Regions from separate parts of the Mus musculus genome. Here region 1 is linked to region 2. The links are chromatin contacts, called in public HiChIP or PLAC-seq maps. All regions are on one chromosome and are shown on one strand. Each heading gives the region's core, a stretch centred on a gene start, on an enhancer-like site or on the middle of the called end of the contact. The rest is flanking DNA. Distances are from core to core; before and after follow the strand shown. Region 1 overlaps Arid4a (AT rich interactive domain 4A (RBP1-like)). Region 2 has its middle 18 kb from the start of Gm32322.

The links. HiChIP or PLAC-seq counts read pairs in DNA pulled down with a chosen protein or histone mark.
Region 1: a contact with region 2 is called in an H3K27ac HiChIP or PLAC-seq map of embryonic stem cells, with 5 read pairs. The contact joins two enhancer-like sites.

Annotation. Positions count from the first base shown.
Region 1 is chr12:71,036,854-71,042,169 of GRCm38.p6, forward strand. Arid4a (AT rich interactive domain 4A (RBP1-like)) reads left to right here. Exons shown (of 24, transcript NM_001081195.1): 6 at 257-336; 7 at 418-512; 8 at 2,986-3,118. Among named protein-coding and RNA genes, the nearest start is that of Arid4a, 24 kb to the left of the region's middle. Within about 2 kb of position 3,723, at least 73 of the 459 cell types and tissues checked have an H3K27ac peak or open chromatin away from gene starts, as enhancers often do. A contact at or near this core is called in embryonic stem cells, where this site is marked.
Region 2 is chr12:70,709,184-70,714,511 of GRCm38.p6, forward strand. No RefSeq gene overlaps it. Among named protein-coding and RNA genes, the nearest start is that of Gm32322, 18 kb to the left of the region's middle. Within about 2 kb of position 3,343, at least 165 of the 459 cell types and tissues checked have an H3K27ac peak or open chromatin away from gene starts, as enhancers often do. A contact at or near this core is called in embryonic stem cells, where this site is marked.

The DNA.
Region 1 (5,316 bases), core at 2,473-4,972, 330 kb after region 2:
AGCATTTAAGACCCTAAAGCCCCGCCTCCATAGAGACACACTTCCTCTAACAAGGCCACACCTACTCCAGCCAAACCAAACCTCCTAATAGTGCCACGCCCTGTGGGCCAAGCTTTCAAACACATGAGTCAGCAGGGATCATCCCCACTCAAACTGCCACAAGTTCTGAAATAGTAGTAACACTGTTTACATTGTTGGTTTGTTGGTTTTTTAAATTGATGTGCGTAGAGTCTCAGACATCTTTTGCATTTTGCAGTGTTTGATGACGGTGATGAGAGAACTCTGAGGCGGACCTCACTTTGCCTGAAAGGGGAGAGACATTTTGCCGAGAGTGAGGTAGGGTGGCCGGGACTGATATGGAGGGCAGCACGTGATGGGAAAGTGGAGTGTGAATTCAGTTCTTTGTCTCTTCTGCAGACTCTGGATCAGCTTCCTCTAACAAACCCAGAGCATTTTGGGACGCCAGTCATTGCAAAGAAGACCAACAGAGGGAGGAGGTCCTCACTGCCTATGTGAGTGCTCACACTTGGTTACTCTCTCGATGGTGTTAAAGCCTTCCTCTGCTGACTTTCCTAGGATGGCTATGTCCTGAGTCCTGAGGGGTAATGTTTCCATGGCATACTGTAAGCTGCACATTCGGCCCTCAGCAGACTTCGTTTTTAACTCCTCCATTACAGACATCATGAAAATTCCACTTCCCAAAATACTATTTTAATTTGCTTTGACAGAAATCTTTAATTGGCAAGGTTTTCCTTTATTAAGTAATTACTTGTAGTTTTTTTTTTATCTTTTTATTTAAAAACAAATTTTGTTGTTGTTGTTGCTGTTGTTGTTTTTTCTGAGACAGAGTTTCTCGCTGTAGCCCTAGTAGAACTCTCTCTGTAGACCAGGCTAGCCTTGAGCTCAGAGATTTGCCCACCTCTGCCTCCTGAGTGCTGGGATTAAAGGTGTGTGTCACCACTGACTGATTTACAAATAATTTTGAATTTAAAAATAACAATACAAACAGTCTCCATATGTCTTTTGCCTAGATTCAACAGTGTTACTATTTCTGCCCTATTTGCCTTATCTTTCCATCTTTTTGTATATACATAATTAGTTTTCAGTTTCATAATTTTACTGAGCCCTGTGGAAGAAAACAGCATCACAATTCTTGGGTCTTATATAAAATACTGATATCATAATTAGAACATTGAGTTTCACATATGTAAACTATGGAACCCACAGGCAAACCCCTGACCATTTGCCTAGTGGTCCACAGTCCTGGGCCAGGCCTGATCTACCTGCCTCACAGTTTACTTTGTGGCATCTTGTTACTTCACACTCTCAGCATTTCAGGCCCAGCTGTTGTCCTAGGCGCCTTCAGAGCATCCTTTCAGGATCCTAACCAAGGTCATGTGCATGTGGCTGCATTTCCCTGATTGTGGTTCATGAGTTCCAAAAACAGTTGTTAGCTTTTGGTGTTACGGACATTTAAGAGTACAAGTGGATGCAGATGTTTTTCAGGGGTTTTTCATTTATAGATTAAGGTTATTCAGTGTAGACAGCAAGTGGTGTGTGCTCTTCTCAGTGTAAGGACACCAGTAGATACTCACCATCTGTTTGCCCCATCATTGCTGGCATCCCTGTGGTGAGTGGCTAGTGCTCTACCTGCCTAGTTCCTGGGCATAGAGTTCTCCAAGTCACCTTCCCTTCTCCCCTCTGGGGTGCGGCTCCCCTCAAGCTGTCCTTCCTCCTTGTTTAATTACTCACTGGGGCTCCTCTTATATATCAGCACTGTTACAGCAAAACAATGACTTTGTAACTTTTCCCTCCAGCCTCATTTCTTACTTACATTTGGTTGTCATAGCTATAATAAAGTCTTCCTAGGCCAGCAAGGCAGTTTGCAGGTAACAGCACTTGTTACCAAGCCTGTCTATTTGAATTTGATTCCTGAATCTCCCATGGTAGAAGAAGAGAACCAAGTCATGCAAGTTGTCCTTTGACCTGTATGTATGTGCTTTGGCGCTTGTACGTACAGAAACAGACACACACACACACACACACTCTACAGGATCCTATTACTAGTTTATAACTGAGGACAATGGGATTGATAGTGTCTTGGCAGTTTGGACTAGTGTTGTGTGTGTTTTCCAGTGTGTAGCAAGTGCTTAGCACATTTATTTAATAAGTCATTAATGGTATTTGTACTCATAACATAGTATTATAGTCTTTAATAATTGTAACTTTCAAAAAGTTGAGTAGGCTGATATTTCAGTGCAGGACACTCACATAAGCAATTGTAGGTGTTAGAGCTAAAGATACGGAAATGTCGTCAGTGTGGAAAGTAAAGAGTCCTGTGGTAGCTCCTAGGCAACGGGTCTGTGAGAGGAAAAGGACCAAGTGCCTCAGATCATTAGTAGTTAACAGCCCTGCATAGTGCAGTGAATGGCAGATATCAGCATATTCAGGATGCTTCAAGAGCATGTCAGATTACTATTTACCATGATTTTAAAAGCGTACATTCTCATTTTTATTTAAAAAGCATAGACTCATAATTAATGCTTGTTATGGACACTTAGAAGTAAATGATTACCCCAGAGAAGATACCTGAATAAACCCACATATACTTTTTGGGAGCTATTTTCATACCCTACTAGAAAATTAAACTTGCATTATTTGCCCCCTGGCATTAAAAACCAGACAGGTAATGTGTTTCTAAAAGTGAATGAGGTGATACAGAGAAGTTAGGCTTCTCTGTCCTGGCAGAGGAACCGAAGCCCAGGTATTCACTGACCAGTGAAGCAAACTCAAGTGTTGCTTACTTAGGTGGTTCAGTTACTTGTGTGAGGCAGGAGACTGTCCATCTCCTCAGCCCCAGTAAGAATGGAGAGGCAGCCATAGGGGCCAGTGGACCATGCAGAAGTCACAGCACTCTGACATGCCTAGGTCTGGGACACTAGGATATGGACATTTGGATAATGACCAGGTTCTCCTGACTCTTAGCACTGAAGACGAAAAGGAAGAAGAAAGCAGCGAAGAGGAAGATGAAGATAAGAGGCGTCTCAATGACGAATTATTAGGAAAAGTTGTAAGTGTGGCCTCCACAGCAGAGAGCACTGGATGGTACCCTGCTTTGGTAAGTTTCATTGCAAAATTAGTCAGCTGTATTAGTTGTCGAGAATGGATTTTTTAAAATGTATGTAAAATATTTTGGAAGTATTATAAATCTAACGAAGATGTAATTGTAATTTAATATTAAGACAGGCCCACTCACATGGCCATTGTCTTTCTTTGGCTTTCCTTCTGTTATCTGTTTGTTGACCTTTCAGGTTTTCCCCTCAGATGTGTTCTTCATTCTGCCCTGTTTATCGCCTCACCGCTTCAGTTCCTGTAGGTCAAGTCCTCAATATTCTTTATGGCTGTTTTGTTTGTTTTACTGGATAGTCCAGGCTGGCCCGGAACTTACTGTGTGGCCCAGGCTGGCCTCAGATTCATAACAATCCTCCTGCTTCAGTCTCTTCAGGTGTAGGATCACGGTGTGAGCCACCACATCTGGCTTCTTAATTCTTTCTTTATTACATTCAGCTAATTATCTAGAACTAAGTTTTTAGGTAGAACCATTTAAAAATAATCGATTTATCTCACAGTAATCCCAACAACTTGGTCAGATGTGGTGCTTCAGGGCTGTAGTCTCAGCTTCTCTAGAGTCCAAAACAGGAAGTGTGCTTCAGCCCAGGAGGTGGAGACTAACTTGGTCTCAATAACAAAACAAGACACTGGGGGTGGGGCAGGGAACAAGCACACTGGTAAGAGCACTTGCCCTGCAAGCAGGAGAGCTTGGGGACTCCGGTGCCTATGTAAGGAGCCAGGCATAGCCTGGGGTTGAGTGCCCAGACAACAGAGTCAAAACCACGCTGTCCAGCCAGCCTAGCCAAAGAAGCAAGCTTCAGTTAAGCGAGAGACCTTGTCTCAGCGCAGTGCAGTGTCGGAGAGTGACAGAAGACATCTGTTCCCGTGTTTTGCATCCCTATGTGCATGAGCACATGCATCAATGTGTTCATATGCACCCACACATCTGTGTGCATGCACCACACACACATGCGATATACAAAACCTTGATCTTTCAGTTAATTAATCTAGTTTTACTGAGTCTGCTTCATCAACTAATTTCACTTTTTTTTTTTTTTTTTTTTTTTTGGTTTTTTGAGACAGGGTTTTTCTGTGTAGCCCTGGCTGTCCTGGAACTCACTCAGTAGACCAGGCTGGCCTCGAACTCGGAAATCTTTCTGCCTCTGCCTCCCAAGTGCTGGGATTACAGGCGTGCGCCACCACTGCCCCCCTTCAAATTCTTTTAATGAATATCTAAGACTCCTTCACCATAAGCTCCCTTCCACTTTCTTATTTTATTTTTTTATTTTTAAAGCATCTGAGTGCTCTATCTGCATGAATGTCTGTGTGCCAGAAGAGGGCATCGGATCCCATTACAGATGGTTGTGAGCCACCATGTGGTTGCTGTGGATTGAACTCAGGATCTCTGGATGAGCAGTCAGTGCTCTTAACCACTGAGCCATTTTTTCAGCCCCAGCTTTTTTTATTTTTAAGTTTTATTTATTATTTATATGTAGCTGTCTTCAGACACACCAGAAGAGGGCATCAGATCCCATTACAGATGGTTGTAAGCCATCTTGTGGTTGCTGGAATTTGAACTCGGGACCTCTGGAAGAGCTGCTGTCAGTGCTCTTAACCGCTGAGCCATGTATCCAGCCCAAGCCCCAGCTTTTTTATTTTGAGGCAGGGTTTTACATATTTCAGGCTGGCCTCCAATTTGCCAGTCCGCCTAGGATGACCTTGAACTTCACCTCCCAGACACCATTGGCCCAGGCATGCTAGGCAGGCACTCTTCCACCCAGCTACTTTCCTTACTACGCCTAAGCTAACTTCTTCAATTTGTGCGCCTTTACTCCACCCTGAGTTAATGAGTGTTACCTGAGGACAGGAGTGAGCTTGCTTTGCCTTGACTGTAAATTCCTCAGAAGACAGGCAAGTGTGGGCTTTTCATTGTGACTCCCAAGAACATGCGCTCTACACATAAAGCAGACTATGTTGGGAGTTATAGACTCATTCTTTAAACCCAGTGTAGCAGCGCACGCCTTTGATCCCAGTGCTCAGGAGGCAGAGGCAGATTTCTGAGTTTGAGGCCAGCCTGGACTACAGAATAAGTCCTAGGATAGCCAGGGCTACACAGAGAAACTCTGACTTGAAACCCCCTGTCTCCCCAAAAAAGTGGTAGTAATTTTTTAGTACTGGTACATAAAGTAAACTAAGGAAGTAATA
Region 2 (5,328 bases), core at 2,093-4,592:
TGCTGGGGGGAAATTGTGTCTTAAAATAGACTAGTTTTGAGAACAACTTTAAGTTCACAGCAAAATTGAGACGAGGTATACATTTTCCTTGTGCCCACAGATGCACAGCACCACTACTACCAATTGCCCCCAAAACAGTGAAACATTTGTTGGAACCAGTAGCCTACACTGAGAGATTACTATCAAAAGTCCCCAAGAGTTTACCAGTATCAGTTCTCATAGCATCATACATAGCATTTCACTGCCCTAAAAGCCCTGTTTCACCTGTCCATTCCTCTCTTCCCCAATCTCTGATCTTTCCTCTACCTCTGTAGTTTGAATTTCCCACATATGGTACCTAACGTATTCAGATTGACCTCCTTAGATCTGAATATACAATTAAATTCTCTCCATGTCTTTTTGGGTATCAATAGTTCGTTTATTGTTAGTGCTGAATAATAATACCCTTTATGTTAATATACCACAGTTTATCTACTCACCTGCTGAAGGGTATCTTTGTTTTTGTTTTGTTTTGTTTTGTTTTGGGTTTTGTCAGGGCATGGGGGGATACGGGGGAGATAGGAGTTGTTTGTTTGTTTGTTTGTTTGGTTGGTTGGTTGGTTGGTTGGTTGGTTGGTTGGTTGGTTTTGGTTTTGGTTTTTTGAGGCAAGGTTTCTCTGCGTAGCTCTGGCTATCCTAAACTCACTCTGTAGACCAGTCTGGCCTCAGAAATCTAACAGTCTCTGCCTCCTGAGTGTTGGGACTAAGGGTGTGCACCACTACCACCACCTGGTTTTGTTCAAGTATTTACGCAGACATGGTGTCAGTTCCTTTGGATGAACATCAGGGACTATGCTTGCTGGGTGCATGATATGACTGTGTTAAAAAGGTCTTCCAAAGTGGTGGCAGGATTTTGCACTGTCCTGCCCACAACCCCCAAGCCCGCTACCCCACCCAACTCATGTCCAACCCTCAGCCATGAGAGTTCCCAGGGCTTCATGGCTTCATCGGTAATTTCTGTCATTTTGGATCTTGGCCATTGTGAGTCTTCAGTGTGATATCACTGTTGCTTTAATTGACAGTTCCTCAACGGCATGAGATCAAATATCATTTATCTACCATTTATATCTTCTCAGGCTGAGGAGTCTGGCTCAGCTCTTTGCCCATTTTTAAAACCAGGCTGTTCACTTCTTGTTGTGAGAGTTCCTGGTGTATTCTGGGTAAATCATTTATCAGATATGGAGACGCCATCTGTAAATACTTTCTTCCAGTCCGTGGCTTGTCTTCTCCTTTGACAGTGTGTTTTACAGAGCAGAAGTGTTGATCTCTGTGGGATCCAGGGTATCAACTACTCCTTTCTCGGATTGTGCCTTTGATATTGAACCTACGGTCATCTCGCTTTTCCGTTATCATTCTGGAGTTTTATACTTAAGGCCTTGACATTTTGGGTTGATGATCCACTGTGCGCTACCTCTTGCAAAGAGCAAAGGGCAGTCTGTCTGTTTCTGCTTGTGAGCTTTGCATACTTATTTTTTTGCTTTTTTGAAAGATTTATTATTTATTTTATGTATATGAGTACACCTTTGCTCTCTCCAGATACACTAGAAGAGGGCATTGGATACTGTTACAGGCAGTTGTGGGCCACCATATGGTTGCTGGGAATTGAACTCAGGACCTCTAGAAGAGCAGCCAATGCTCTTCACTGCTGAGTCATCTCTCCAGGCATCTATTTTTTTTTCTTTAATTGTATTTAATCTGTGCTCTACATTTGTCTCTGGGCTGCCTTCTGATCTGAGAATATCCTCTCCTGTCCTATGGAATGTTTTTGGGTTTTTTTATTTTTCTCTCTCTGTTTTGTTTTTCACTTTTTGAGTGTGTGATTTGAAGTACCGAGTTCTGATAACATTCAACTTCCTGTTTTTGTCTTCTTGTCATTGCTAAGAAGCCATTGCCTGTCCCAAGGTCAAGCATTTCTCTTCTGAAAGTCTTGGCTATTGCACTTAGAGTGGCTCTTTATAGTTTGAGATGATTCCCCATTGTGATGTGAAGGAGAGGAGCCGTTTCAGCCTCTTGCATGTGGATACCCAGGCGTGCTGGCACTGTTACAGGAAATCTATTCTTCAGTCTGTCTCAGCACTGTCATCAGAAACTCCTTTGTAGGAAAAACTCCTTTGTAAATTAGAAAGGCCCTGTCTCCTCCTGACCTGTCAGTGCTGTCTGATTGATCTATGTGTCTACCCGTAGCACAGTGCCTTGATTCCTGCCGCTTCTTGCTAAGTTCTAAACTTGGGAAGTGTGTCTTCTTCATTTTTCGTTTCCCACGCCATTTTGGCTAAGTCCTGTGGGTTTCCGTGTGTATCTGGGAATTTCTACAAAGAACTAATTTGGGATGTTGGTGGGGTGACTTAAAACATGGTCTCTGAATAACACATCTTATAGCTTCCAGTTCCCCAACACCAGCTGCTTCATTTAGATATCTGAAAATTCTTTCAATGGTGTCCTGTTATTTTCAACATCCTAAACTTGAATTTCTGTGGTTAAATTCGCTCCTGATGAGTGTTTTGTTCTTTCTTGATGCTGTTATAAATGAAATTGTTTTATAATTTTTTAATGTTCGTTGCTACTGGATTTGTACATTGTACTGCTAGTACACAGCAATGTAAAGTTGACATGTATACATTGATCATTCCCTCGTGTGTCCTTCTTGTCCTCCTCTACCTTCCCTCTCTCTCTTATTCTCCATACTCTTCTTCCCTCCTTTCTCACTCCCTCCCATTCTCTTTCCCTCTTTCTCCTTCTTTCCTTCCCCTCCCCATTACTTACTACTCTCCCTCTTCTCTTTCTTTCTCCCTCCTCCTATCTCCCTCCTCACACTGCATCCCCCTGCCCCACATCTCTGACTTGTCTTCCCCTCTATTCTTCTCTATCAGCTAAGCTGCTGTTGTCACTGCATTTTGCCGATGCTGCTCCCTCTGTCTGGATTTCACCTCTCATGTGTGATCTTCTGGCTCATCCTTTGGCTCGAGCACATGGGCTGCCACTATGCCAGTCTATGTGTCCTGGGTTTGGGGCAGCTGCAATACTGAGTCTCTATTGGTTTACCTCCCCGTAGTCCCTCATTTGCACTACCCATTGACTAAGGTTGCATCTATGAGTCTTTGCCCACTATAATTTCCTTATATAATATAAGGTTTGCCACCTGCAAAATACCCAGCATGAAGAGCACTCAACAAATCATTCTTTGGATGAAAGAAAGAGCAGTTAACACTTGGGGAAAACAGCTCTTGCTAAGAACTCTAGGGTGTGTGTAGGTGGGGCACATACCACCTACAGAACCAATCTGGCCTCCTTCGGCAGCATTGCATTCCAGAATGGAATGTGATCATCTTGGGAGAGCAGAGGCACAGAGATCCAGGCCAGTTAACTCTTCTGTGGTTGTTTCTCTACCAAAACTCCCTGCCTGGGGGTAGGAAAGTCAGAAAGAAAATTTCAGTTCCCTGAATCATTTGTAAGTGAATAAACTGTCTGACTCCTTTGCTTTTTTACCTGTCCTGAGGTACAGCTGACTTCTGCTGGGGGGAAGGGAAGAGATGCAGGATTTTCCTTGCCAAATTCCTTTTCCCTAACAAATAGGGAAATTCCTGACCAGCTGTTGCAGTGAGTAGAAAGAAAAATATTCCCTTGGAACCCTGCGGCAGAAGACACTTTGTGTGCTGGCTCCTCTCAACGAGTGTCTAGAGCCTTCCAACTACTGCTCTCTCACCCGGGGTTCTTCATAAATCTCAGAAGCAGCAGCCGGTGTTTTGTTTTGTTCTGAGTTGGAATTTCCTTTAGCTTCAACTCTGGTGTTCAGAGGGCAGGATAAAGCCTAGAACATCAGGAGGGAGACTGGGGGTGATAGACAGGAGAGGGAGGAATGAGCCCAGGCTGAGATGGGCTGCAGCTACTCCTGATGTGGGATGGACCATCCACCCCATCTGGGACTCCACAGTCTGCGGCCTGGCCAACAGAGGAGATCCATTTACATTTGGGGATATTATCATATTGAACTAGGCTTAGGCTTCCTGTATGAATTGAGCTTTGCTGCTGGGTGTGCTGAGACCTTTAGACACACAGAGTAATGTACTGTGAGACTGAAACACTGCTATGTAGGCATCTCTGTTCTAGCTCGGGAGTCTCCATCACCTAGCCTAGCACGAGGCCTGGATCAGAGTGCAGCTTAGCTGAAAGGACAGAGTGTTTAAATAAGATGATGTAAATTAGGTTTTCCCTTCCTCTAAACCAAAGGGTGCAAATGTCCACAGCACTTCAGTCACTTAGGGGAGGTAGGTCACCAGTCAGGAACAAATCCTGTGAGTAAATAAGTCAAGTCATTATTTTACCATCAATTAAAAAAAAAAAAATCCAAGAAAATTGATTTCAAAATGAAAACACATAGCTTACTGTGTGTATGTTCTGAAATGCTTTGTCAGAGGAGACGACACGTGTTTATACTGGAACAAAAATGAAAGGGGAAGTTTGTAAACGCAGTGCTCGCCCTCCTACCCTGTCAGCAATGTGTGTCCGGTCAAAGTTACCTGATGAGGCTGTTGGTGCTGGCTTGGTTTTGGTGGAGGAGATTGGGGGTTGGAAGGGGGAGGGTGTTGTTGTTTGGGTTGGGTTGGGTTGAGTTGTGGTTGTGGTTTTTTGCTTATTGATGTCAAAATATCTCTCTACTTAAACGGAGAAAAACGACTTCAGCAAACTGTTCTAAGGTCAGTAGTGCTGTGTACAGTGCCTTGAACCTCGGGTTTCTGAGGATTTCTGGGCACATTTCCAGTCGCTTCCGATCAAGTTTGCCTCTAAATGGAGCAGAACTCTGAGTCAGGACGACGTCCTTGCTAAGTTTGTTACAAACTTAGCTAGACCTGAATCTGCTGCCTTAGCTTCCTCGGCTGTGGGAGCGTTCCCAGTCACCCAGGTGCTATTTTGGTTCCACACGGATTCAGTGAGCATGGTCTGAGGAGCCAGGGAGAAGACCGGAAGCTCACTTCGAGGTAGAGGTATCATTTTCCCCTCAGTGAAATGGATGAACTTCTCCAAGGGTGGCCCTGATGACTAACACGGGGAGAGGATGAAAGGAGAAGGCAGGAGGGAATTGTTTTCTCAGCGATCCCAGAGGCCAGGCGAGACCCATTATTAAGATGCGGAAACGTGTGCCTGGTTTTTGGCTGAGAAGAAAAGAGCAATAGAAAGGGGGAAAAAATGCTGAAAGCAAATGAGAAGAAAGGGCTCGGGGAGAGATTAACCTTGACCAGGGAACAGAACTGTGACGTCGGGTGTTGCGTGGGAAGAGTTTTGAGTGGGGAG